Linked DNA regions of Hordeum vulgare: region 1 is linked to region 2. The links are chromatin contacts, called in public Hi-C maps. All regions are on one chromosome and are shown on one strand. The core of a region is the stretch at or near the end of the contact, and the rest is flanking DNA. Distances in the headings are between cores, read along the strand shown. Region 1 holds the start of LOC123397952 (5'-adenylylsulfate reductase-like 6). Region 2 holds the start of LOC123398207 (protein RALF-like 33).

Region 1 (7,001 bases), core at 1,162-3,661, 480 kb after region 2:
TCTTGTATTCAATCTTTGTCTCAAAACCTCAAATTGGTACATGTGGGTTACTAGTAGTGTTGATTACATCTTGTAACTGATGCTACTTGGTTTACTTGGTGAAAGATATTATGTTCAGATCCTTGATTACCATTATTATACCTTTTATCTTGAACATGTTGATGAGGTGTGAGTAGTTACTATTGTTCCTGAGGACATGAGAGAAGTCTTGTTATAAATAATCATGTGAAATTGGTATTCGTTTGATATTTTGACGATGTGTATGTTGTTGCTTCTCTTAGGGGTGTTGTGTGAACGTCGACTACACGACACTTCACCATGTTATGGGCCTAAGGGAAGGCATTGAGGAGTAACAAGTAGATGATGGGTTGCGAGAGTGACAGAAGCTTAAACCCCAGTTTATGTGTTGCTTCACGAGGGCCTGATTTGGAACCACGTGTTTCATGCTATGGTTAGATTTATCTTAATCTTCTTTCGTAGTTGTGGATTCTTGCCAGAGAAGGGTAATCATAAGTGGGTTGCTTGTTCAAGTAAGAACAACGCCTTAGCACCGGTCCACCCACATATCAAATTATCAAAGTAACGAACATGAATCAATTCAACATGATGAACATGACTAGACAGAAATTCCCATGTGTCCTCGGGAGCGCTTGCCTCATATAAGAGTACTTTCATGCCCGTCCTTTGCTATAAAAGGATCCCGCTATCTCACTACATACTTGTTACTATTGATACTTGTCACTTGTTACAAATTATCTTGCTACAAAACTACTTATCACTATTACCCATAGCACTTGTAGAGAATACCTTGTTGGAACTGCTTATCATTTCCTTCTCCTCCTCGTTGGGTTCGACACTCTTGCTTATCAAAAGGACTACGATTGATACCCTATACTTATGGATCATCATGGCCTAAACTACCAAATGTTGTCAGCCCCATTCACTTTAGGGGGTAATGCTATACCCCATAGTTAAGCCCCTCAATATCGATAAGACTTTACATGAAGTCATCAATCAACCTAAAAATTTGGGGACCCACCATGGACTATAATTTTCTTGTAGAAAATCAGGGGAAAACTGTCTCGGCGCGGGGTCGTGTCCATCTCACATTCCTCGAGGGATTTCATGATCTCCGTGAGAAATAAGGGTGGCACCAAACTATTGTCCTCCTACGACCCCCCCACACACACACACAACCCCTGTGTGAGATATGGTCCCTTCCTGGCTCCAAGACCCCTAGGAACTCGCGGTAGAAATCATAGATGTGGTGCCGGAGCGCGAGACCCCGAGAGATGAATGTGTCACCCATCTGGAGAGCCATAATCATACATTACCTCCCATTAGCGATAACATGAAAAAATGTGGTGCTCGCATCCCCCTCTAGAATCCATTGTTGTCCTCCCCTTTGTTGCTAGTATAACTCCTCGTAACAGGTGGGAAAGGTTAGTTAGTCTTTAATCTTGTGCCTTTGTGCCCATTCTACGGATGAAAGGTCCGACAAGTATGACTTAAGGTCGTGCCCATAACCTCTGCACGATGGTTTCTTTCCTATGCTTAAGACTGCTACCCACGTTCGCGCTCAGCCTCAAAGATGATGCCACAACTGACTGATACAAGGTTGCCACTCATCCAACTCATCACACAAAGGCTGCAGCGGTGCAAGGGTCGAGCCTTCGCCCAATTCTACAAAAACCGGTTGGACCAACCAATGATCTTCAATGAAGAAATGCCTCGCAAGCTACTTCTCCTCCTCCCTAGAGGACACCTAGAGAGGACAATGGTTGGATCCTAGCTTAAGTTCTATCCGCAAGCGAACATCGCGAGAATATAATCTTCCAATCACTAGTCACAAGCAACCAATCTAGCAGCACCGCAAAGGATCATCTCCCCCCCCCCCCTCGCGTGCGCTCGTGCAAACTCATATGTTCGGTTCTAATTCTACAAAAAATCACAGATCGAGGAGCGACATCAAAGATATCAGAGTTTCTTAGTTAACATTTACATGTGACTCATCCTAATTTACGCATTCATGATAATTTTTAGAGAATAATGTTGTAAAAGCATCCCCGTCCTTTTTGTACTTCTCACCTCGCGTGCTCCACAACACTTCACTAGTCAACCACCTAGTTCATACTTCTTGCGATGCTCCCTCTGGATCAAAATGCATTATCAATAATCTCAGCATTGATCGCTCAAGGAAAACGAAAAAGAAGGGAAGATGCGAGGGAAATTCATCAAAGCTTGGAAGAACAATTCAAGCAGCAGAATAAACAACAAGTTGAAAAAAAGAAAAGAAAAAAAGAGCAACACAAGTTAAATAAAGCGGTTAGGGTTAAACTACGCTTTCCATTCCAGCCCTCCGAAAGCCCGAATCTGCTCTTTCCTGGAAACACCCTCCAAATTTGTTACCAGTACACTTTCTTTCTCGACCTCCAAAAACAACCAAGAAATCTCACGACGCGTCCTCCTCCCACTCCTCTCCTCCCCCTCTCGCCATGGCCGGCCGCCTCCTCGCCGCCCCTCTCCTCCTCCTCGTGCTCCTCCAGCTCCCGGCGCCGTTGCAGGTGTCCGCGTACCCGCTCACGGCGGTACACTCTGGTCGGTGCCCGAGGCCGGAGGAGAGGCCGCCGCCGTTCCTCCAGGGGCTCCGGGGAACCTGCCGCACCTCGACGGAGGGACAGCTGGCCAAGGAGGTGCGTGTCTCCCACCATAGCTCCGGGCTGTTTGGTTGGCTACAGATTGTTTGCTTTTTTTGGGTGTACCTGCGCATTTATTGTGTGGATGAATCCGGAGATTCGTTCGTACGGTTCTTCGTTGATCTCTCTTCTCCCGTGAATTCCTGTTCGTCCGTCGATTCGTCTGTCACACAATTTAATTAAGGTCCAGTTCCTTAATCTTGATGCTATTTAGGTGCCAAGAAGTTTGTTTTGTTGTTTTACAAGTTTCAGAAGTAAATTGAGCGAATTCACTTTGCAATTCTTGGGGCAAAAACTTGACGTTTATCATGATGGGGTTCTGTTCTATCCTTTTGATTTGGTTAGGCGATTTCCCTGCAATTTCATATGGGGCGAAATAAACCGTTCTGTTTCATTATTATTTTTTTGTGCGAGCTGATTGGGTATTAGTCAACGCGGGAGTATGAAGGTTCAGTTGGGTGTCTAGTCTAGCTCTTATCCTGCATCAATTTTTTTCCCACAAATATTGCGCTCGAGATAAATTTGTTTGGAATGCGTTGGCATCTTTCATCGGTTCAAGCCTTCAAGATGCCAATTTAGGGGCAATTCAGCTAGATACCGTGTGTTGTTTCGGTGTCATTGAGTGGATCAGTGTCCTCATTTCTGTAACTTATTGTGCTTATGGTACCAGTGCTTGGCAGTTCATTCTGTGAGTAAATTAAAACTTCGTGCAGTAGTGAATTAGAACGTACAAGATACTTGTGTAGTAGTGGATTAATATCCAAAACTTCATGGAGTACCATTGAGCGTTTGGGATGCTAAGGTTTTGGATAGCTCTGGCTAGGGAGATGTTTATTTCTTGCTATTACTGAGCTTGGTTACTAATTTAATGAGATGGTTCTAAGGTTCACTGTGCTAAGAGGTTTAAATGCCTCAAGGGATTGCCTGCCAATGAGACGGCGCCGTCTGGGCTAAGTGGTTTAAACGTATCAACGGACTGCCCACCTGATAGAACCAAGATGTGTTAAGCCTACTTGTTCAGTATGGATCGTCCAATATGATGGTTTTATGTCATAGCAGTTCCATGTAGTCTCTGCTCTCTAGTCAATTTGCTGTAGTGCGGATAATTGGCAACGTAGACTGCCAAAAGCATCTGTTTATGAAGCTGAGTTCTTTAGTCCATGTCGGGCTTAATATGAACCTCACCTTGAAAAACTTTGCAGGTTAATGGGGAGGAACTTATCAGAGAATTGGGTGGAAAGGAGTACACTGCTGTCCTCTTCTATGCATCATGGTGCCCTTTCTCTCATAGAATGAGACCAATCTTCGACGATCTTAGCTCAATGTATCCACATATTAAGCACTTGGCTGTAGAACAGTCCAACGTGATGCCAACGTAAGAGCCTTATGCGTAGTGGTGTTCCTCTCATCCTTTCTTACCCATTAATATGACCGATGGCCTTAACTAATACTTCCTTATGATTTGCAGAGTTTTATCAAGATATGGTGTCCGCAGCCTTCCTTCTATACTAATAGCTCATGAGTCATATGCGTTCTGGCCTCTTGTTGCTAAAGATCTCAACTCACTGGTCAACTTTTACTCTGCTGTTACTGGTAGGTTTCTCAATGTTCATCATGCATTCACTGATTTGTGGCCCACCTGATATCCTGATGTGATTAGCAAATAAATGGGTGGTGTGGTACACCACTGTTTTAGTATGAAATATTAATTATCTTGCTGTCCAAGCAGCCTGTGCTCTATTGGCACAACTCGAAAGACGGGAATAGTAGTTCTATGGATAAGATGGCGACAGCAATTCTCTGGAGGAGAAATGGCAATACGATTATATGGATGTTAAATGTGCACAGATGTAATTGTCATAATTTTACTATAAACTAACCAGTATGGTTGTTAGATCGGATACTGCATTATCATTAGCTGGTCACACTTCGATGATCTTACTAAATTCATAGAATAATAGGAAGTACGTGGTGGTACTCTCATTCGGGCTTAACAGAGACTCTGTTCGATGCAGGACAAGAACCAGTTGCATATCTTGGTCCGCGGAAGTGGAACACAACCGGAAGAAGCACACAGTATGCGAAGCTGTGGAATGGTTCAGTCAGCGAATCAGTGAAGAGCGAGCCCTACCTAGCATTCAGCATCCTCTTTATTTGCCTAAGGATATTTTTGTTCTTCTTCCCAAAGTTCTTCGCCTGCATCAAAGGCTTGTGGACCCAATACTTTCGGCACGCCAACTTTGGAGTGCTTGCCAAATTGACCCAGCTGCTCGAATGTGTGCCCCATGCCGTGGATGTAAGGAAGTTGTGGAGCAAATGGAGGCTCATGGTTGGAGCCATAAACACGAGAGTCTGGGCATCATCTCTAGCTTCTGTGTCTCTTGGTGGGCAATCTTCTCCCCGAGCTGCTAGGTTGGATTGATGGTTTGGACTTTAACATTGAGCGGGAGAGCATGCGGGCTGTTTGAATTGCGCTGGATGTGGAAGCTCCTGTGACTCACATGAAAATGTAGTGAAACATCTTGTTTGTAGCATGTAAATCTTAGGGATACTGCTGAGCCTGTGTAGATCACACTGTAACATTAATCATGAGTACCCATTGTCATAGTTTTGAGCAACTGGGCACACAGCATAAGCCTTGTACTATTTTTCACATGTAATCTGCAATTGCAGTATGACATTTCGACCTATGTTTCCATATAGTACCATCTGTCTTCTGGCTTCAGCAAGAACTCTGAATTAAAACATGGAACCAGATACCAATTTAATTTGCCGTAATCCTTTCATGGACAATATATTGATCTCTCTTGTCATCTACATTGAAGGTGTGCAAAAAAGCGTGTGGTTTGGAACCAGGAACGATAGTAACAGGTGATACAAAATTATACATGGAACCGAGTACAACTGAGTACAAACTAGCAACAGCTATGCATCATGATGAATCAAAATGTGCCCAACTCCTGATGTCAGGGATTGTGACGGAGGTCACTGTCTCATTTATCAGTTTTCGCCGAGGGTATACCTGACAAACCTCCGTACCTTGATGTTCTCCCCCAGACCAGCGATCGTCTCCTTCACGAGATCCTTCACCGTCTTGCTGTCATCCTTGATGAAGGGCTGCTCCAGGAGGGCCATCACGCCGAGCCTCTTCGATATCCGCCCTTCCACGATCTTCTCCCTGATGTTCTCGGGTTTTGACTGCAGGTCCTCCCTCTGCATCTCAATCTCCTTCTCCTTGCTGACAATACTCTCTGGTATGTCGTCCATTGAGACATATTCGACCTGCGGGCATGCCACCACTTGCATTGCGAGGTCATTCACCAGCTCCTTGAATTTCTCATTGCGAGCCACGAAGTCGGTCTCAGAGTTGATTTCAATCATGCATCCTATGCGGTTGTCGTGGATGTACGATCCAATCAGGCCTTCAGCGGTTAGGCGAGACGACTTCTTGTCTGCGGACGAGAGGCCCTTTTTCCTGAGGAACTCCTGAGCACCCTGAAGGTCACCCCCAGTCTCAGCCAGCGCTTTCTTGCAGTCCATCATACCAGCGCCAGTTTCATCTCGGAGTTGCTTTACCAATGCAGCTGAAATTGCCACAGCTGGTTTCCTGGAAACATAGGTATGTTATAAGTATATAGATTGAAAGATCTATGCAGTTTGAAATCAGAAATGCCAAGGCAGTAAAAACATTCTGGTGCACATATTATGCACACCCCAAGAAACATAAACAGCACATATGAGCAACATGAGATTCTGAGAGGAATATTACTTCTCTGCGGCTTCAGCCGATTCATCGGGCTTGTCATCCTTCACAGGAGCAGCTGGTGGTGGCTTCGCGGCTGTCTGGGCTGCAACTTCAGCAGCAAAATCCTGGCTTCTTTTCTCCAACCCTTCTCCCAGGTTGTACCGAACAAACCTCCTCACCTTCATGTTCTCTCCAATTGTAGCAATAGTTTGCTTCACCCATTCACCGGCTGTGACCTTATCATTCTTGATGAATGGTTGCTCAAGCAAGGCAAATTCTCCAAGCCTCTTCTTTACTCGGCCCTCAACAATCTTAGCACGGATCTGCTCAGGCTTCGAGAGCAAGTCCTCCCTCTGCATCTCCAACTCCGTCTCCTTCTTCACAACCTCCTCAGGGACATCGTCAATGGAAATGTAATTTACTTGAGGGCAAGCAGCAGCTTGCATGGCAAGATCATCGACCAACTCCTTAAAGATGTCACCTCGTGATACAAAGTCAGTCTCACAGTTCAATTCAATAAGGATACCGATTCTGCTGTCATGTATGTAAGAACCAATTCT
Region 2 (7,392 bases), core at 1,767-4,266:
CAAAATACCAAAGTCACGTTCGACGTCCTTCCTAGCACTCTCTTGCTCCTGAGCAAATCTTTTCTTCTTCTCTCCGACAAGGTCGGAGATTGTCTTCACAATAGTGGTCCACTAAAGATAGATACCATCATCTAGGTAGCATCCTTTGTCGTAGTTGTAGCCGTTGATGGTAACATTCATTGATGGGTTGTTGCCTTCCGTAAGTCTTGCAAACACCGGCGAGCGTTGAAATATGTTGCTATCATTATGTGATCCGGCCATGTCAAAAAAAAGTATCAGATCCAGAGATCTTGTAAGTCCACGCCCTCAAGTATGACGGTGCAAGCCGTGACAAGGCTCTTGTACTGCCCTTGTCAAGCGGTAGGGCAGTACTTCCACTCCCAGTGCATGCAGTCTATTATGTCAAGCATCCCACAGAAGCCCCTACTGACATTCATCGCCAACAAGCGGGGTTATATCTTGAGGAGTCGGCTCTCTCAAGTATTCAGGGCCAAACACAGCAATCACAGCCTTACAGAACCTCCACATGCACTCTAGACATGTAGACTCGCTCATACGAACGTACACAAGTATCTGGATGGCTCCAGTGCATTTCTGATAAGATGAGAAGCCAATCTTTCAAAGGGTGTCCTCTTTGCACTCGAAATAATTATCGTATCCGATCACCCCCTCTCTAATACGGTTAAAAACATACCTAGCACTACAAAAACATCGTTGAAATTTCTGATGATTGAACAACAGGTTGGTTATGTCAAAGTAGTCATTCTAAAGAAGGAAATGACCGCTCTATCGGTTAGGATTCAACGCCGAAAGGTGTCATGGGATCGAGCCACGGAACAACAGCCGCTAGCTATTAAGATGATGATGGACCAACACGGCAACCAAGATCTCCTCCTCATCATCGAACAAGGAATCATCCAAGTCGCGAAGGAAAGAACTCATCAGCGGAATCCATTTTATGCAAACTGATGAACAGCTTATAGACGACGTCGAAGGAGCTGGCCGGCAAAATGATACACACCTCCCTTGGACCAGCTGGCTGGCCTGAAGAAGTCCCGACGACGAGACGGTGATGTTAAGGGGAGGTGTGTCAGTACCGACAAATGGGCGACGGCGATGATACAGTGAAGGCGGGTAAGGGTTTGTCGTCGATATAAGTGGGAGATGATGACCAGTGTGCCACCGACTAGCAGGCCAGGGAAGGAATAGACGGACTTCGTGGGCATTCAACTCGTGTTCATACCGATGCAAATCAGACTTAAAAATAGATAGACATGCAGACGCATGTTTCGTTTGGGTTTGACACGTTGGGCCGACTTTTCTGTCGGCTCGTTGGAGTTGCTCTTAACTCTTAAGGCGCCAATTCCAAAAACCTTTCTCTACAATGATCAAGCCAGCTCAACCTCGAGCCATCTCCCACTGCTAGCTGAGAGAAGGAAATGGTTCGATTCCGCAGCTCATGACCACTGCAAAATCTACTCAATCTTGTCCTTTTTTCCCATACTTGGCGAAATGATGCGCTCGTAGTACTCCATCCGCAAGTCCTAGATCGTCAATTTGATCGATATATATAACAAAAAATATATTATTAAAAACTTTAGATCTTCTATCTTCTAATGATGTATTTTTTATGTTAAATAATATATTTTACATAAGTCAAATTAACAATCTAAATATACATGCATGCCTTTTAAACTGTTAAACTGTGAAGGAGGGAGTAATACTAGTACTCCACTAAGTAAGTTAATTATCACCATCAATTGATTTATGCTATGACTAAGTAGGCAGGAGGGACAAGCGAGGCAGTGAGCAAACATGGCCTCCACTAACTCTTGTCTGTTGCCCAACCAAACCAAAAAACAACCAACCTCTACGGCCCAAAAATAAACAACAACGACGTGCTAGGAGAAAGAGCAAAATAGCTAGTCCTCCTCCGTCCCTGCCAAGATCTATACAAATTAGTGATAGCACTTGATCTCTAGACACGAAGGTGGCGGATGGTTCTACGCCCTAGATCCACCTGAACGACGTTGTTGAATTTATTTTTCTCCGAAACCAATCTGATCTCCATTCAACAAAAGCAAAGTAGTATTTTCTTAAATCAGACAACAAAGAACCTCAAGTTCATCATCTTACTCCAAGAAGATCAAGGGAAGAGGGGCATGCAAACTTGAAAGAATAACAAATATCTCTTGATATTAAGGCACAAATCTCTCTTTTACTTTACAACAACGACGGCAACAAATGTCCCAGTAGGCCAATACGGCGGCGGAGGCGGCAACCAAAGCAATTAACTAATACAGTACGTAAATAGTAGCAGCAGTAGTATACTAGAGGTACCGCTCGAAGAAGAGCGCGAGAAGCAGCAGCTTATTTGGAACTGAGAAGAGAGGACGTGATCTCCTTGGCTTAGCCGCGGCAGCGTGTGATGCGGGAGCAGCCGCGGTGGTAGGGGTTGGCCTGGGCGCCGGGGCGGCAGTTGTAGTAGCTGGCACCGCGGCGGTTGCATGGGACGGTGCCCCTGCGCAGCGCGCCGTAGCTGATGTAGCCGCGGCCCTGCAGCACGCGGCGGTGCGCCTCGGCCGACGCCGACCCGAGCTCCCCCTCCGCGTCCTCCCCGCCGCACTCGGCCACGGTGCCCCTGCACTCCCCGCGGCCGGGGCCGGCGAAGAGGCCGAGCTGCAGGTGGTCCCCGCCGGCGATGGAGGTGGCGGAGGCGGACAGCGCCGCGACGGCGAGCACTAGGAGGAGCAGCACGAGGCTCCTAACGCCGGCCATGGCGCGGCGCGGAGTCGGCGGCGGCGAGGGAATGAATGCGCGTGGGGGAGGGGAGCGCACAGCGAATCCTTAGCTGGCCTGGTGTGACGAGCGGAGAGGAGAGGGCGGGCGAGATAAAGTGAGGTTGGGAAGCGGCGGGGGTGGGGCTAGTGAAATAGAAAGGGGTCCCCAACCCCCGAGCCAGATAATAAAGACGAGGAGCGCGGCCGCGTTGCGGTGCGGTGCGGTGCAACTGGACACAACTCATGAGATGAGGAGGATGAAGCGTGTAGCCAGAGACTATGGCCATGTGCAGGCAGGCAACGGAGGATGAGACGAGCCGCGTGGTCGTAACAGCGGCATATGATCGCCGCAAACCTTGCTGGATGATTAAACCCAACTAGTATAATCTACAATGGGACAAGGGTTCCTTGTGGGAACATGGAGGATCGTGGGACGGTGGCAGCTTTTCAGGTGGCCTTCCTGTGGAGTTTGGCCACTGTCCGTTGCTTTGCTAAATTTGCTGCTCCTAGATGGTGCCGTATTATTACGCGAATTTCACGAGTACACCAAGTGGATACAAGAGGGGTTTTTGTGTTATGATAAAAAGTTTCGTTTAAAATTGTGCTGCTACCAATAATAGCCTTCGCTTCAAAACCTGATCCTGTTCGGTGGATTTTACAAAGGTGTACTATAACGTGCAACTTTCACGTCCCTTCCCTTGCATACCACGTAGGTATCCTTTGTCAGTGACCGTCATATAACCTTACAAAGGCAGCAACTCTTCGAAATGCTACGTGGTTTTCTTTTTCACCAAAACTTTGGCATGCCAACAATTCAACATGCTACGTGCTTACATGTGTTCTCTTGACCTACTATAGTTTTTCATCTACGTGCTAGCCTCGACAGCACTCTTGCAATTCAGATTGAATATGAGGCCGGTCATTCTTTCTTTATTTCTCATATTCCTATCTTCTTTCTCCAAGGAATTTCTTCTTGGTGTCTACGTTTTGATTGCAAAATGGTCAACTTGCCGATGGAAAACGGCTTACTCCCTCCGTCACAGTTTCCGCAAGTCATACGAATTAAATACTACTCGATGAGATTTTGAAAGAGCATCTATGGTTGTTTTGTTCCTGGGAAAGCATTGTTTATGCGGTGATATGTGCACTTTGTTCACTCATCTCTATACTTTCAAGTCTGAGGTTTTTTGATGGAGTGGCACTTTCGGGGCCTCCTTGGTACAAACAAAATTCATGAGAATTTTGTAGGATTCTACCCGTTAGGAATTCTTCCTGTGTGATGTGCTTGGTTCGTAGGAACATACAAATGGTACAAACTTTATATGGACTGCCTTGCATACAATCTGATTGGCAAATTCATGCATAATTCTTGGCAAATTCACGCATAGTTCAACTAAACAACATCTATGACACAGTGTGTTCTCAATTCACGTATAATTCAACATTCTATGATATTCCTGCAAAAAAATAAATTTCTATGAGATTTCAAATCCTACATTTTTTTTCTATTTTCACAATTTGTAAATAGCGTGAACCAAAGAAGTCATCAAAAACACATAGGGCGTGTTTGGTTGCTTTCGGCTAGAGTACCTGCGTTGCATACCCATCTCCAGTCAGCCTGGTTCATCATATGCAGCAAATGCAACCTGTTTGGTTGCGTGCATCGCATGAAGGGGCCCTTACCCCCCTGCTGTTTGGTTGCCGTTTTGGTGCTTAGGGTGTGAGCAGATGCAAACTTCAGCTGTTTGGTTGCCGTTTTGGTGCTTAGGGTGTGAGCAGATGCAAACTTCAGTTGTTTGGTTGCCGTTTTGGTGCTTAGGGTGTGAGCAGATGCAAACTTCAGTTGTTTGGTTGCCGTTTTGGTGCTTAGGGTGTGAGCAGATGCAAACTTCAGCTGTTTGGTTGCTCTTTTGGTGCTTAGGGTGTGAGAAGATGCCAACTTCAGATGTTTGGTTGCAAACAATGTTTGTGTTCTGCTCACCCCATTCAAATATGGTGTCCTTACCACCACATGATCAACACAAAGCAAGCAATGAAAATCACAGCAAACTACTTAGATTAACAACAAACAACTTAGATTAAACAAAGCAAGCAAGGGAAATGGCGGCAACGACAAACTTAGTTTAACAACAGGGGCATCCTCCTTCCCTGCTCCAGGCCACGGTGCCGCTCCTAGCCAAAATATTAACAAGTTCACAGCATAAGTACCATAAGTTCTAGCCAGACAACATAACAAGTTCAACACTAACACCTAAGTTAACTACATTTCATGTTCAATGTTACCAACTCAGATGTGCTTGCTGCAACGAAACCTGCACATGATCGAGGAGTCGTGGTTGTAGATTTGGACCTTCAGGCCGAGTCCTGAGATGCGTAGAATGAGGAGGTCGCTGGGGACGATCTGGTGGTGGCGGCAGAAGTTGTTTCAGCCCCGGCCAAGCATCATGTGCCCCTCAAAGTTCTGGACCTACACCCAAAACTCGCACCACTTGTTTGTCGAGAGCCTGACCACGCGCAGGAGCCGCATAATGACCAGCCACTCGTTCATCACCTGCACGAACTTGCGAGGGATGATGAGCATGGCGAGGTCTTCGGGGTCCTTGATCTGCTGGTGGAAGCGCAACGGCTCCCGCCCCGCCCCCCCTCCTCGTGGCCGATCCTCGGAGATCGTCCCCTTGAATGAGGCAGGCTCATGAAAGCGACCCTTCACGCAGGTCAACCCTCTTGAGCCACATGTTCGTGGGCATGAGATCCTCGGTGCCCTTTGTTGGGGAACGTAGTAATAATTCGAAATTTTTCTACGTGTCACCAAGATCAATGTAGGAGAAGCTAGCAACGAGAGAGAGGGAGTGCATCTTCATACCCTTGAAGATCGCGAAGCGAAAGCGTTGCAAGGAACGCGGTTGATGGAGTCGTATTCGCTGCGATTCAAATCGCGAAAGATCCGATCCAAGCGCCGAACGAACGGCGCCTCCGCGTTCAACACACGTACAGCCAGGGGACGCCTCCTCCTTCTTGCTCCAACAAGGAGGGGAATAGAAGTTGAGGGAGAGCTCCGGCAGCATGACGGCGTGGTGGCGGTGAAGCTCGTGGTTCTGTGGCAGGGCTTCACTAAGCACTACGAAGGAGGAGGAGGTGTACGAAGGGGGGAGGGTTGCGCCAGGGGCAAGGGTTGAGGATCCCATGTGCCTCCCCGTTATATATTGGGGTGGAGGGGGCTGGTTTCTTGCCCTCCAAGTCCATTGGGGCGTTGGCAAAGGTGGGAGGAAAGAAATCCCATCATTTGCATTCCCCACCGATTGTTATCCCCCCTTTTTAGGGATCTTGATCTTATCCCTTCACGATATGATCTTATTCCTTCTAAGGAGGGATCTTGGTGCGCCTTGACGAGGGGTGTGGGGCCTTGCCCCCACTACCCACGTTCATATGGGTCCCCCCATGCAGGTGGGCCCCACTTCGGAACCTTCTAGAACCTTCCCAGTACAATACCACAAAATCCCGTACATTTTCCGGTGGCGAAAATAGGACTTCCCATATATAAATCTTTACCTCCGAACCATTCTGGAACTCCTCGTGACGTTCGGGATCTCATTCGGGACTCCAAACAACTTTTGGTAACCACATACAATTCCCGTTACAACTCTAGCGTCATTGAACCTTAAGTGTGTAGACCCTACTGGTTCGGGAACCATACAGACATGACCGAGACACCTCTCGGACCAATAACCAATAGCGGGATCTGGATACCCATATTGGCTCTCACATGTTCCATGATTATATCATCGGATGAACCACGATGTGGGGGATTCAATTAATCCCGTATAAAATTCCCTTTGTCCATCGGTATGTTACTTGCCCGAGATTCGATCGTCGGTATCCCTATACCTTTTTCAATCTCGTTACCGGCAAGTCTCTTTACTCGTTCCATAACGCATGATCCCGTGACTAACCCCTTAGTCACATTGAGGTCATTATGATGATGTATTATCGAGTGGGCCCAGAGATACCTCTCCGTCACACGGCATGACAAATCCCAGTCTCGATTCGTGCCAACCCAACACACACTTTCGGAGATACCTGTAGTGCACCTTTATAGTCACCCAGTTATGTTGTGACGTTTGATACACCCAAAGCATTCCTACGATACCCGGGAGTTGCACAATCTCATGGTCTAAGGAAATGATACTTGACATTATAAAAGCTCTAGCAGACGAACTACACGATCTTGTGCTATGCTTAGGATTGGGTCTTGTCCATCACATCATTCTCCTAATGATGTGATCCCGTTATCAACGACATCCAATGTCCATGGTCAGGAAACCATGACCATCTATTGATCAACGAGCTAGTCAACTAGAGGCTCACTGGGGACATGGTGTGGTCTATGTATTCACACATGTATTACGGTTTCCGGTTAATACAATTATAGCATGAACAATAGACAATTATCAGGAACATGGAAATATAATAATAACCATTTTATTATTGCCTCTAGGGCATATTTCCAACAGTCTCCCTCATTACAGAAGCACTTAGTCTCGGGTTTGGGTTCAACCTTGGGTCTCTTCACTAGTGCAGCAACTTGTTTGCCGTTTTATGAAGTATCCCTTCA

Evidence for each region. Hi-C and Micro-C count contacts between places; a contact is called where the count stands out from the background.
Region 1: a Hi-C map of seedling shows a contact between it and region 2, with 5 times the contacts expected there. The contact joins the promoter of LOC123397952 here to the promoter of LOC123398207 in region 2. A contact is called at or near these places in 2 of 6 Hi-C or Micro-C datasets (leaf and seedling) and 1 of 1 datasets of contacts at active chromatin or transcription factors (embryo).

What each region holds. Positions count from the first base shown.
Region 1 is chr5H:116,733,849-116,740,849 of MorexV3_pseudomolecules_assembly, forward strand. It overlaps LOC123397952 (5'-adenylylsulfate reductase-like 6), which reads left to right and starts at 2,412. Exons shown (of 4, transcript XM_045092462.1): 1 at 2,412-2,693; 2 at 3,899-4,071; 3 at 4,165-4,289; 4 at 4,712-5,425. The coding sequence starts at 2,496. The coding sequence ends at 5,118. LOC123397951 (polyprotein of EF-Ts, chloroplastic) reads right to left here. Exons shown (of 4, transcript XM_045092461.1): 3 at 6,466-7,001; 4 at 5,465-6,303. The coding sequence ends at 5,697.
Region 2 is chr5H:116,258,127-116,265,518 of MorexV3_pseudomolecules_assembly, forward strand. It overlaps LOC123398207 (protein RALF-like 33), which reads right to left and starts at 3,017. Exons shown (of 1, transcript XM_045092706.1): 1 at 2,171-3,017. The coding sequence starts at 2,778. The coding sequence ends at 2,410.